2 separate regions of the Macaca mulatta genome follow, and region 1 is linked to region 2. Evidence: chromatin contacts called from public Hi-C data. All regions are on one chromosome and are shown on one strand. The core of a region is the stretch at or near the end of the contact, and the rest is flanking DNA. Distances in the headings are between cores, read along the strand shown. Region 1 holds the start of EDRF1 (erythroid differentiation regulatory factor 1). Region 2 holds the start of ZRANB1 (zinc finger RANBP2-type containing 1).

The links. Hi-C and Micro-C count contacts between places; a contact is called where the count stands out from the background.
Region 1: a Hi-C map of liver shows a contact between it and region 2, with 6 times the contacts expected there. The contact joins the promoter of EDRF1 here to the promoter of ZRANB1 in region 2. A contact is called at or near these places in 2 of 14 Hi-C or Micro-C datasets (fetal cortex germinal zone and liver).

The regions. Positions count from the first base shown.
Region 1 is chr9:137,764,735-137,772,084 of T2T-MMU8v2.0, reverse strand. EDRF1 (erythroid differentiation regulatory factor 1) reads right to left here and starts at 3,093. Exons shown (of 24, transcript XM_015148437.3): 1 at 2,879-3,093; 2 at 1,372-1,580. The coding sequence starts at 2,986. It overlaps LOC144331367 (a long non-coding RNA gene), which reads left to right and starts at 3,254. Exons shown (of 3, transcript XR_013398452.1): 1 at 3,254-3,372.
Region 2 is chr9:136,975,851-136,982,664 of T2T-MMU8v2.0, reverse strand. ZRANB1 (zinc finger RANBP2-type containing 1) reads right to left here and starts at 4,657. Exons shown (of 10, transcript XM_015148412.3): 1 at 4,251-4,657.

The sequences.
Region 1 (7,350 bases), core at 1,844-4,343, 790 kb before region 2:
AACAATTATTTTATTTTTGTAATCACAAAACCCAAAGTCTCCAAGGGAAAATAGTTCAAAACTTTATTCTTTTTAGGTGGAGAGATAAGAAAAACAGAAACATGTACTAGGATTTTACTTTCTGAGATTGTGTTTCTAGTGATATACAATACCTCTTTTAAAAAATATACATGAAAAAAATGCACCTGACACCAATTCAGCCACAAAAGGAAATGGAAAAAAACTGTTAATTGAGCAGCCAACTGATGCCACGTACCACCTGAGGCACATCTATAGTCTATAAGCCTGAAAGGTACCCAACATCGCCATGTTCCAATTACTAAAAGGCAGAGTCAGGACACTTACCAAGGACTGCCTAATGGCAAAGCATGCTTTGTGATTTACTGTATGCTTGAGTCAAATTATTTCACCCTTCTCAGCTTCCGTTTTCTCAGATGCAAAATAATTAACAGTGCCTATCTCAAAGAGTTGTTGTGAGAATTAAATAAGCATATAAAATACTTGGCACGGCATTTGTATAGAGTTAATATAATTATTCAAATTTCCTCGCAACATTTAATTATGTTGACAAATCATAATTAAGCCATTCTTTTAAAAAATGATATCTGGGATATTCCCAACTTTTTGCTCCTATAAATGATGCTACACACAAACGTATTTTTGCAAATATAACTTTTATTTTCTGAGGCTTTAGGATAATTTCCAAACTACCAGCTCATAAAGTATTAGTGTATTTGTGCCCCTTGCTACAAGTTACATGGAAATATTTTAGATTGAGTGGCTGAGAAGGGGGAAGAAGAAAAGAGAACCCCACACATTAAATGGCCTACAATATGGACATTAGTACATTTTTCTCTATAGGACCTCAGGCTACTCTCTCAACTTTAAATACCATCAGCAGAATTTCTGGTGCCAAAGTTAAGGTGTAGGTCACCCAACATGCTGGGTTTTTAAATCTGGCTTTTCCAGATCAACCTGCCACCATTTAATGAAAAACTCCACAGGAAAGATGAAGTAATGTTCAAGGTCTTCCTCCTCATGCACCAAGCTGATCCTTTATATTCATATATTCAAAAGGTATGCAAATTGGCTAAAATAAAAGGGCTGATTGAACTTTGGCGGTCAAAACTCATCTTTGCTAATAACGTGATGCAGACTTGAAAGAAGCATATGCAATTGATATTGTATGTACATCTTCATATTGTAACATCATCTATTATCAGAATAAAAAGCCTTTGAAAATCAAATGTGATCTTTCTCTAAAGAGAAATCTCGACAAGTTAATGGGCATTACAAACTGAATTTAAAAGCAAATAAGAGTTTTAAGTGAGGGTGGAGGGGCAGGTAAAAATGCCACTGATTAATATTTACCTTGAAAATGGCTTGCTTTTCTTGCTGTTGCCAAGAATGGTAGTTCCTGCCGGCCCTAGTTTGGCACTCTCTCGTAACCAGTTGGCAGGTGGGAGTTTCAAGTCTGTTTTCTCTTCAAGGCGTGCAAATGCTGTTCGAGGAGGGGCAGAAGAGTATTTCACCACAGCTCGGCTCTTCACTTCATTGCCTCCAAGAAATAAAGCTGATCCCTAATTAACACATTGGGTGAAACTTTAATGAAAATTACTAGGAACGAAAAATCTCACCTTCATAAAAAAGAAAACAAGGACCTGTCACACCAGGCTTCACAAGGAACGGATGCCACATGTTACTAACAGCACTTAATAAATTTGAGCATAAACGCTAACATTTATTTAGTTCTTTTACACCAACTTCAAAGAAAAAAGATGAGTCAAGGAGTATGATGGTCATGGTTATCAGCTAGAAAATGGACCACCTACTCTACCTTTTAAAATTTATTCATATAATGTGGAGAAGCAGAAACCAAGGAGACTCAATGGTAACATGTTAACTAAATGCAAACTTCAATAAAGTCTATTTTCAGTATCGAAGATGTATTTTAATTCTTTTTTTTTTTTTTTAATTTTTGAGAAGTAGTCTCGCTTTGTTGCCCAGGCTGGAGTGCAGCGGAGCAATCATGGCTCACTGCAACCTGGGCAACCTGGGCTTAAGCCATTCTCCTGCCTCAGCGTCCCTAGTAGCTGGAATTACAAGCTTGCACTACCACGCCCGGCTAATTTTTGTATTTTTAGTAGAGACGGGGTTTTGCCATGTTGGCCAGGCTGGTCTCCAACTCCCCGACCTCAGGTGATCCACCCACCTCGGCCTTCCAAAGTGCTGAGATTACAGGCGTGAGCCACCGCGCCGGACCAAAGATGTATTTTAATTTTAATAACACATCATTCATAAAGTAGTGTGGTAGAATATTTGGGCCTTTTTTTGTTTTAATGCAAATATTTAGTAATTGATGCATCGGTTCATGCATGTATGCATGGTTCAAATAGTCTTGAGTCTCTAACTTCATAGCAAGGCATGGGGGGTTCGTTCCTCACAACCTGCACCTGCACACTCCCAAAGCAAGTTCAGTGTCTGGGTTCAATATTCTAACCTTTCACGCAGTCCCTTTTCTGCCTGGCAAACATTTTACACCTTTTGTGAATTAGTTCGGTCTCATTCTCGGCGAGTCACTGCCTGGCACCGTTTCTTCCCTCCTGCTTTGCACGACTGTGCCACGTTTTGGAACGACATATTTACAAGAACCCTCCTTGAGAGCAGAGATCGTATCTAACTCACCTGTCGGCTACCAGGACTGCTTTTAATACGAATACCTGCCGAAAGGAACACGGACTTCCACTCCCTGTTTTGGGGGTGTCAGGGAAACATGGAGAAGCCTCCAGAATCTGCCGGGAACCGTGGCATCCCTCCCCGGTGGAGCGGATCCTCGGCTCCCGCATCCCTGGCAGGTGCCACTCCTCGGAGGACTCACCTGTGCAGAAGGTTCCTCGGATTCTCCCTGGGACAGGAGGCTGAGTCCTCCTCGAGAGGCGGCCCCCGCCGGCGGACCCTCTGCTCCGGCCTCCTTGGGATCCCCCATCACTTCGATCCAAGTCAGGCGAGACGAAGGGGGAGCGGAGCAGCGGCAACAGCCACCCGGGCCCAAAACAGGGCAAGCGCCAGACACACTCCGCGGACCGCACTTCCGGTCTCTGCCAGGAAGAAGTAGCTGTGACTCCACATTAAATCTCGCGATCTTTGTCCCATAGGCCCGGCCCCGCCTCCCGCTGCGGGTCCCACCTTCGCGGCCAGGGCGGGAATTGTAGTGCGCCTGCGCTTGTCCGAACCTCTTCGGGAGACTGCTTCTCGCGGTATCTGACTCCTAGGTTCCGCCCCCTGCACGCCGCTCGCGGGATCTGACGCTCAGGCTCCGCCCCCTGCACGTCTTTGTTGGCAAACAGTTCTGGGGGTGGTGCGCGCTTGCAGGTAATCTGCGCGTGGGAGGGGACGTGCAGCCCACTGCGCTACCGTTGGCTCCGGTTACGTGAATTAGTGAGGGCTTCGCACTTCTTCCCCAGGCTTCAGTGTCACCTCTTTTCACACGGGCACCCCGAGGGCCCGGACTGGAAAAGCGAGCCTGCCATCTCAAGACTGGGCGCCCCTGCCCGCCTCTTAGTGCCCGTGTGGCTCCATCCTGGGTGTGGGAGCGGCGGGGCTTCCGGGGAGGACGCTGGGACGCGCGGACGAGGCTCCCGGTTTAGGGAATGGGTGGCTTTCGGAGGCTCCTGGGGGCCCGGCATGCCCGCTGCTTGCGGGGCGTCCCAGGCTGTGCAGGATCCCTGAGACGCTGCACCTGGGGCCTCATAACGCGTATGTTTTCATTCGGGCGCTCTGGGTGGGCCTGAGACTTGGCGTTTCTCACAGGTTACCAGGAGGTTCCTTGGAGTAGCCAGGAGGTGGAGAAATAGCCCGGGCCGTTTGCAAGCTTTGAAGGTCCAGGCTCTCTTACTTTCCCACTCTTCAATGTCATCTCAAACTGTCAAACGCAGCCACATCCATCATACATGTTTTGTAGTAAAAGTGTTTTGTTGTGCCGTAGGATGCAGAAAGTGTTTTTAAAAATTAACTTGGTTCCTGCAGTTTGGCTATCTCAATTTGTAATTCACATTTGGCTGTGATAACTCACTGTCCTGTCCGTTTTCAGGAATGCTCCTGATGAGCAAGCATTCAACTCACAAATTGCTTTCAAATGTAACAAAACAATTTTATGAATTAAATGTAACAAGCCAGGCGCGGTGACTCACGGCTGTAATCCCTGCACTTTGGGAGGCCGAGGTGGGCAGATCACCCGAGGTCAGATCGAGACCGCCTGACCAACAGGGTGAAAACCCATCTCTACTAAAAATACAAAAATTAGCCAGGTGTGGTGGTGGGCGCCTGTAATCCCAGCTACTAGGGAGGCTGAGGCAGGGAGGCTTGAACCCAGGAGGCGGAGCTTGCAGTGAGCTGAGATTGCACCACTGCACTCCAGCCTGGGCGACACAGCAAGACTCCGTCTCAAAAAAAAAGCCAATGTGCAATATGATCTTAATTTTAAAAAGTCTCCATTTCTGTGTCTGTGTCCACAAAAACAGATCTGAGTCGTGAAATGAAGTGATTTAAATTTATTCTTTAATATTTTCTTTTCCTATTTTTATTTGTGATTATTATAATATGTAATTTTGTTAAGCTTTTACACACATACATAATTCAGCTTGTGGTAATCTTTAAATTCTGTTGTTTTATTGTGTAATTCTATCTTTGTAAGAAAGAAATAGCAGTGATTCTTTTCTCAGGATTCAAATATTTTGCATGCTTCTTGAGAAGTGAGTGCCTAGACACGTGTTGATGATGCTTAGTGGGAAAACGTGCTGAAATAGCCCGTGAAAAGACAAAGTATGAAACAGAACCAGGAACTCAGCACAGAAAAAGAGGTTGGCAGCACACAGAGGATAATGGGAGCTCTAAGGGTGACCAGGGACCCTTGGGACTGACTGTGGAGGAAAACCTGAGTCAGGGCTGGGTCTCCAGCAGCCACACACAGGACCAGGATTACAGTACTGTAATTTAGTTCGTAAAGGAGCAAGATTGCTGGGGGCTGGAGCAATTGGGCACATCTGGGTTACATAAAATTTATATATGCCTCTTGCTCTAAGAGCTTATTAATTTTTTCTTTTTCCCTAGTCAAACACTTTTACATGCTGCTGGAGCTCATAGTGGTCAGGAAAATTTTTTAAAATAGGTGAGAAACCCACTTTTACATGGTGTAGTGTTTTTTAAAAAGTTATTGTCACTTTTTAATATAGGAGGTTGGAATATTTTGTGGGAAAACATGGAGGATAAGTCATTACTCTTAGAATTTCAAGTTTTCAGACACTAATTGATTTTCATTTTTATATTGTACCAGTGTCTGCCTGTTTCCTCCATCCCTGTCCTCCTGCCCCAGGGCCCCACTTGGGATGTACCCCGTCAACCGTGGCCTGCTCTGCCTTGTCTGTGTAGTTATCCTGGCTCTTGCAACTACCCATGGCTCTCACGTGTTTACCTGCCTCTTCAGTGCCTGATGCTCTAGCTACTAAGAGTGTCTGTTGAATGAATGAGCAGTGTGCTTGTTTGCTGCTCCAGCTACTTGTTCCATAGCTCCACGTTTGCTGGTGCTTTCCTCTGCCTAAAATACCTTTTCCTTCCTCACCTGGCTTCTCTCCTGACACCTCCACCTCCTTACCCCTCAGGGTTCCTTCCTTTGTTCCAGTCGCTTGTATTGCTTTATCCTGCACTTGTCACATTATAGAAAAATTACCTGTTTGTATCTGCCTCCCTTCCCGACTGTGAGCTCCTCAAAGGCTGGAGTCCCGTCTGATCACTGACACCAGGCACAGCACAAGCCGACAGAACTGTTTCAGCCCTTAGGCAACGGAGGGAAAATGACTGGGGCTGACAGGCTTTTAAAATGCTCATCAAAATGTTTGAGACATAAAAACAATATTGTTGGCTCCAAAATATTTTTTTTTAATCTGCAAAATCAAAGCTAAAAATGTTTAATGAAGTAGCTCTGAAATACTGCAATGTCAATGTCATTAATTATTAAAGGTCGTATTGACATACAGTTTGTTCCATTCTAAAACAGTTTGTAGATAGACTTTCTCAGTTAGCAAAAATCCTCCCAGCAGGCAATGATTTCTGAGAAAAATCCCAGTCATTTGTAAATTCAGGTAGTTATTTGTATAGTTTCCAAAACGTTATAGCAAGACAATTTTAAGTTAGGCAAATGTGGTTGGGGCTCCTGCCAGAAGAACAAGTGGCCAGGATGCTCACGGTTCTTATCTAGCCTCACGGGCAGAGCATGCCAAACTTGAAAACCTCTCAACTCAGGGACCATTTGGGGAATATGCTTTTCAGTTTGCCATGGGCACTTCCACAACCTAATGTCTTACCCGTCACCAGCCTCATTTGTTTACTTTCTGGATCTTAGAAAGTTTTGAATTTCTGGCTCCTGATCCTAGACTTTTAGAGCTGAAAGAGATTTGAGGTCATCTGAGCCAATCTCTTGCCTCTTTAGATGAGAGCAATGCAGTCCAGAAAGGAGAATAGGATCGACTTGTTGAACATCATACAAAGGTAGTTGCAAAGTTAGGACTAGTACCCAGGTCTCCTACCTTAGCTTTCTAAAAAGTCAAATAGTAGACATAGGCCAGTGGATTTGAAGTTGTCTCATAATCACCTGAGGAACTTGTTAAGCAAACAGATCCTCCAGCCACCTCCAGAATCTAGTATCTCTGGGGTAGTGCTGATTAGTGTACATTTTTACTGCAATTGTTAAGTTTCTGACAACCTTGCCCTGTAGATTATACCTTTGGATAGTGGTCTCCAAAGACAATCCCCTGGGGTGCAGGAAGACTGTTTTTTTTTTTTTTAATCTGACAAGTAAAGGCAAAATTAAGCTTTACTAATATGTAATTTATGGATTGACACAGGTGCCCTTCCTTGGGCCATGGTGAGCTGGTCACATAAGATTGGGTTATACTGACAAACCCAATGATCCCCAAGTGTCAGTGGCTTACAGCTGGGTTAGCCAGGTCAGTGGCTTACAGCTGGGTTAACCAGGTCAGTGGCTTACAGCTGGGTTAGCCAGGTCAGTGGCTTACAGCTGGGTTAGCCAGAGAAAGAACAGGATGCAAAGTTAAATTTGAATTTCAGATAAACAGTGAAAAAATTTTTAGGATGAGAATGTCCCAAATATTTAGCATAAGTATGTCCCATCTGATGAAGCAGCCTCAATCTGGAACATTGCCAGTTGCAGTAGCAGAGACAAAAAGAGATTGGTGCATTGCAGACTAGCTCCAAAAGCTTTTGGTCAGAAGTGGCAAACATCACTGCCATTCATTTTTTTTTTTTTTTTTTTTTGGCCAAATAAATCACATGGCC
Region 2 (6,814 bases), core at 3,408-5,907:
AAGATGGTTTAGTGTCAAGAGACTGTGTACCCATAAAACACCATATCTCCTACTCACACAAGAGAAACACACACAACTATTTTCCAAATGCATCAGCATTCACCTATGTACTACATAATTACATGTGTTATCCTTGGTATACAAAAATCCTGTGGACCGGCTAATTTTTCATCCAAGACTGTTGACAGGTAGCAGTAGTGAATCACATATTCTCCTGTCTCATCTGCCTTATCATCAGTGACACATGCTGCCAACATGTGAGGTTAAGAATACAAACTGAGGCTACAGATTTTCTCCTTCCCATGATGCTAAATGTTACCTCCATACAATATGGAATGGCCAAACTTAGCATCCAAGACCCAAGTAACTGCCCCAGACCCAAATCTGAAGTAAACCAGAAAAACATGATATTTAATTTTTATTTTAATGACACAAACACTATCAAAATGTCGAACATCCTCTATAGGCAAAGAAGTATGCGATAATAGATATAAACATACCAACCAAATTTTTAAAGAGACAGCCATAATTTCAAATATTTGTCTCATAAACCATCAAAGTCCCAGAAACACCAACTACAGTACAAACTGCATATCCTAGAATACCTCTATAACCAAAAATACTTTGTCAGACCATGTATCCATATTTCAGTGTTGAATATATTGTCTCCACAGATAGATACTGGGTATAGAATTATACCCATTTGGCAGAGGTCTTAAAACACTAATTGGGAAGCAAAATAGAAACATACTGAAATCAAGGCTAGCATATTCTAAGGAAAGAAAGTCTCACACAAGAGAAGACTGAATAGAGCCCTTGGGGTTAAAGTAGTCAAAAAAGACTTCTCTAGAGACAGGACCTCTTTTGGCCCAGAACACAGTCTCCATGAATACAAGCAGAGAGGATTTCAAACAGAAAGAATAGCATAAAGAAAGGCCAAGAGGAAGGACTTCATAGGAACAACAAGCAAGTTAGTGTGGCTAGAGTTAGGGATTCTCAAAGAAATTAGAGTTAGGACTAAAGAATGGATCAGTGCCAGACTACAGAGAAACTTGACCACCACACCAAGAAGTTTGAACTTTATTTTGCCTGTATAAAGGAGTTTTCTGTAAGTCCTTATGTTGTGATGTGAGGGGTAAGAGTGTTGAAATGTGCAAGCATTTACCCGAAGCATAAATGGAGCACAAATATTCCAAATCAAATACCAAATCAATGAGAGGATAAGTATACAAAGCCCAGATACAAGAGAATATTATTGGAAAGGAAGAGGCAAGCAGCAATGCCCAAATAATAAAACTGAACCAAATCAGGCCAGGCACTGTGGCTCACGCCTGTAATCCCAGTACTCTGGGAGGCCCAGGCAGGTAGATGATCATTTGAGGTCAGGAGCTCAAGACCAGCCTGGCCAACATGGTGAAACCCCATCTCTACTAAAAACACAAAAATTAGCCGGGCGTGTTGGCACGCGCCTGTAATTCCAGCAGCTACTCGGGAGACTGAGGCAAAAGAATCGCTTGAACCCGGGAGGGGGAGGTTGCAGTGAGCCAAGATCACGCCACGGCACTCCAGCCTGGGCAACAGAGTGATGAGACTAGGTCTCAAAAACAAAAAAAAAGGCAGGGGGTGCTGGCCGCAGCGGCTCACACCTGTAATCCCAGCACTTTGGGAGGCCGAGGAGGGCAGATCACGAGGTCAGGAGGATAGAGACCATCCTGGCTAACACGGTGAAACCCCGTGACATTAAAAATACAAAAACTTAGCCGGGCGTGGTGGCAGGCGCCTGTAGTCCCAGCTACTCAGGAGGCTGAGGCAGGAGAATGGCGTGAACACGGGAGGCGGAGCTTGCAGTAAACCAAGATCGCACCACTGAACTTCAGCCTGGGCGACAGAGCGAGACTGCGTCTCAAGAAAAAAAAGGAGGAGGAGGAGGGAAAAAAAAAAAACCTGAACCAAATTAATAGTGGTCTACTTTTGTTTTGTGTTGTTTTCAAATGCAGTCCCGCTCAGTCACCCAGGCTGGAGTGCAGTGGCTCGATTTCGGCTCACAGCAACCTCCGCCTCCGCGGTTCAAGGGATTCTCTTGCCTCAGCCTTCCGAGTAGCTGGGATTACAGGCACACGATACCATGCGCAGCTAATTTTTTTATATTTTTAGTAGAGACGGGGTTTCACCATGTTGCCCAGGCTAGTATCGAACTCCTGACCTCAGGCGATCCGCCCGCCTCAGCCTCCCAAAGTGCTGAGATTATAGGCAAGAGCCACCGGCCAGGTCAGTGGTCTACTTCTGTAATTCACATTTAAAGTTTACATTTATTATAAAGCACATGAACAAGCTCTCACTGTATCAATTACACATATGAAGCAATTTCCCTCAAATATTGTACAAATGGATCATGAGTTCCAAAACTATGTTAATCCTCAGACTTTAAATGTGACATGCCATAACCCCTATCAGCGTACAGACATGGATCAAGGCCACGAGCTTAAAATATATTACTATGAATGAGTTCATCATACCCAAGCACATTTCAAGAGTAAATAAATGGGTGTCCCAATGCTCTGAGGCATTAATAAAAGGCGCTAAAACAGCAACAGAAATAAAATCCTTCATGACATTCAAATAACATCCTCCTCAAAAGAGCAAAATGTGTCATTACTGTCCTACTATCTCGTAAACCCCCAACAGCCCAATAAAAACAATGTTATGAAATTTTAGTATAAAGAGCCTGCCTACCTTTAGAGCCAAAAGTCAAGAGGATTCTAAATTTTTTTAGAATTACTTCATTTAACTCAAAATAATAACAAGGAGACAAAATCCAGCTTTATTTCTCCCATAGTTCAGATGACTTTCCCAAGAGCCTTGGCACAAGGCGAGATCAAAATTCCTTATGGTTTCCCCTGGTTTATGTTTTGTACACTGAGTCATCCATGTTTGATCAAAACAGGGGTACTGCTGGATACTGCACAAGTGATGTTAACTAAAACACACAGGTAAAGAAATCACTCTTTACAGAATAGGTCCCAGTTAAAGATTTCTCTCAGGCCAAGCGCGGTGGCTCACGCCTAAATCCAGCACTTTGGGAGGCCGAGAGACGGGCGGATCACCTGAGGTCGGGAGTTCGAGACCAGCCTGACCAACATGGAGAAACCCCCATCTCTACTAACAATACAAAATTAGCCGGGCGTGGTGGCGCATTCCTGTAGTCCCAACTACTCAGAAGGCTGAGGCAGGAAAATCGCTTGAACCTAGGAGGTGGAGGTTGCAGTGAGCCGAGATAGCGCCACTGCACTCCAGCTTGGGCAACAAGCGCGAAACTCCGTCTCAAAAAAAAAAAAACTCGAATTGTGTTCCTAAAACGGTATTTTTGCATATTAGATTTATTAACATCATCATAAACACGGTGAAACCAAAATACTGGTAAAATGGGGCGGCGCTTAAATCGACAGTCTACGGAGTTATAGAAAAGGGTAATCAACTGACGGAAATACACAATTCTCAGCAAGAGAGTTTCAAAACACCAGTGTACCTCAAAGATAATGGGCCGGTTCAAACTTCCAGGCTTAACCTAAACTGCCTGTTCCCTGCGCTTAATGCCAGCATTCACTACAGTTCTTTTGTCTGTGAAATGACCCGCACCAAACCACAGCAGAGAAGAAACAGATCCTTGCACTGAACACTCGTTACTTAGAACAGAAGGGGTAGACGAATCTTTCCACTAGCTCCAGCTCCTCCTCCCCACCCGCCTCGTCGTCCCCCACCTTTATTTTCCTAGAAATGGCAACTGGAGGCCACCGCAGGAGGTGGAAAGCAAGTGGCCGAGGGACTGAAACACAAGTTTGGAGACCAGAACCAACTTGTGGCGATGGACCCAAGTGTTTACGGCCTATTGCGGAATGGGACCGAAACCCCACTAGCTAACCCGTCTCCGGCAGGAAAAGAAGTTGTGGGGAAATCTGGCGGAAGAGCGGCGGCGGGACCCGCACGGCGTCCAGCCGCGGCCGGCCGGCGGTCGGTAAACAAGCTGGGCGGACCCGCCCTCCCACAGCCCCTGGGCCGTCCCCGCACCCGGAGCGCCTAAGATGGAAGGGCCGACAGCGGCGGCCCGGGCCCCTGCCCTCCCCGCGCCTGCGACGCGGCCGCCCCCGGGGTGCCGGGCGGGCGGGCAGCCCGGGAGGCCCAGCAACCTGGGCGCCGCCTGGAAGCGAGGGACCCGGCAGGCCGCGGTGGGGCGCCCCCCAGGGCCCGGTTACCTGGCGGCGGCGGCTCCCCCTCCAGCTCCTGCTCCTCCTCCCCGTCCGACGGGCGCTTGGCGGCGGCGGCGGCGGCGGCGGCGGCGGCGACTCCCCGCGCAGCCCGCGGCGACGAGTCGAGCCCGTCCCCTCTCCGCCTCCCTCCGCGCCGCCGCCCGCCCCGCTGCTGCCGCCTCCGCCTTCTCCCCTCAGTCAGGACATGGTCTCCGCGGGTCCGCGCGCGGCTCCTGGCTGCCGGAGGCCGGGGTAGAGGGGCGGAGAGGAGGCGCGGAGGCTGGGGAGCCCCGGGGGGCGGGGGCAGTGAGGTGTGGGAGGCGGCCGCGGGGCTGCGGACCCCTAATGGCGGCAGCCGAGGGACCCGGAGCCAAATAAACCCCGCGGCGAGCGGCACAACGTCAAGGCCGGACCCAGACGCTCGCCGCCCTGTCATTGGCCCCGAGGCCGCCGGCGGCGCAGCCAATGAGCGGCCGCCTCATTCCGGGCTCAGGGGGCGGGTCGAAAGAGGGTGACGTCAGCCGGAGTGCGGCCTCGATTGTGAGTCGGTGGCGCGCGTTGGCCCCGCGCTGGTTCCCTTCCGCGGACCGCTGTGGGCCTGAGGGTGCCGGACCGCCGTGGGGTGCGTGGCGCTCGGGGGCGCGGGCTGACGGCGGCCCGGAGGGCGTCCTCGTCAGTGTCTGGAGGCGCGCTTTGCCTCGTCTCTGCGACACATGCGCCGGAGTTTTAAGTTAACCCCCAGGTCTCACGTAGCCTAAGCGATCTACGTATAACCCAAATGCTGCTTTACTTTTTCTTAAGGACTTTGAAGCTCTTCATAAAACACCAGGGAAGACAAAGCTCTAGGTGCTTTGTGATGGTTTGATTTTTTAAATTTATGTTTTGCAGTGTCCGATTTTTACCCCTGCCTTTGCTGGGGCTATCCGTGTATATGGATGTATGTGTATATTTCTCGTTGCTCTGTGCATGGTACATGTGTGCGTACGTAGATAGACACGCCATGAAAAGTAATGGAGACCTTGCGTCTTGCTCTCCTCCACGACTTACTGGCGCTAGTCTTGGGAAAATCCAACCTTCTTATGGATACCTTTTCTGTAAATTAGAAATAAACCTTTCCTAATAAGCCTTATTTCTGTAAATAAGCCTTACCTATCTTCAGGCCGAGGATAAATTACAGCTATGGAAAAAATACTGCTTAGGAGAATCCCCTGGGACCAAGTTCTAAACAGATATGTGTATTTCTTTCTTTTTGTACTGTAAAAATAACCAAATAGCCAAAATAAGCCAGCCATTTGTTAAAACCCCATGAGTATGGGAAATTTTTCTAGCAAGAGATCTTTGTTTTTTCCCAGTGGGACTTTACCTTGTAGTTTTCATACTTAAAATTTTGTGAGGAGAAGATAGAATTTGAAAGATCAGCCGGGCGCGGTGGCTCAAGCCTGTAATCCCAGCACTTTGGGAGGCCGAGACGGGCGGATCGCGAGGTCAGGAGATCGAGACCATCCTGGCTAACACCGTGAAACCCCGTCTCTACTAAAAAATACAAAAAACTAGCCGGGCGAGGTGGCGGGCGCCTGTAGTCCCATCTGCTCGGGAGGCTGAGGCAGGAGAATGGCGTGAACCCGGGAGGCGGAGCTTGCAGTGAGCTTGAGATCTGGCCACTGCACTCCAGCCCGGGCGACAGAGCGAGACTCCGTCTCAAAAAAAAAAAAAAAAAAAAAAAAGAATTTGAAAGATCATAAAAGACAGCAACTCTTTAAAAGCTGTAAATTTAAAAGTTATCTATTAGAGAAAAAACCTATACTACTACCAAAGGGCATTTAACAGTTGGATACCTCAGGTTCAACAGGAGGACCATAATTCAGAGTTTAATCAGATTTTTAAAATTTTAATGGGACTTCATTTATTAAAACTGTTCATGGTGTTCTAGCTTTCTCTTTGCATAAATATGGTCAGGAATGTGTGTATAGCTTCACTATGGCCAGCAAAGAATAATGCTGTATCTTATAGATTCCCCTCTCCAGCAACATATTTTATTGGCATATTTTATTCTCATAGCCATTCCTATAGTGTAGATATTTTCGACAATCCTCGTCTGCCCAGAGCAACATTATTTATTCAATAAATTGAGTTTAAACTGCAAGTCTTTTGCCTGCAAAACTTAACATTCTCATATATATTTATATATATGAGCTGTATTTATAATTAATGTATAATTAACACAATTGTAGATCAGATCAAACACCATGTTACTATGTTAAGAACAATAGTTAGGCCAACATTTCAACTTTGAAAATATTTTCTTTAAGAGGTCCTGAATTCCTCCAGCTTCCCCTTCCTGAATTCAGACTGCAGAACCTCTCAGTTACAAGCTACCAGGAATCACAGAATTAGGTGTTTTTGTTTTGCTTGAGTTGTAGTTTATTTTGGTAAGGAAATGGGATATCACTAGGATAAAGTTTATTAACTCCTTCCTCAATTGAGTAAATAGTGAATATCACGTACCTATGAATAAGAAGCCCACAAAGATAAGACACATCTTAGTGAGGAAACTACAGCATAGAGAAAAA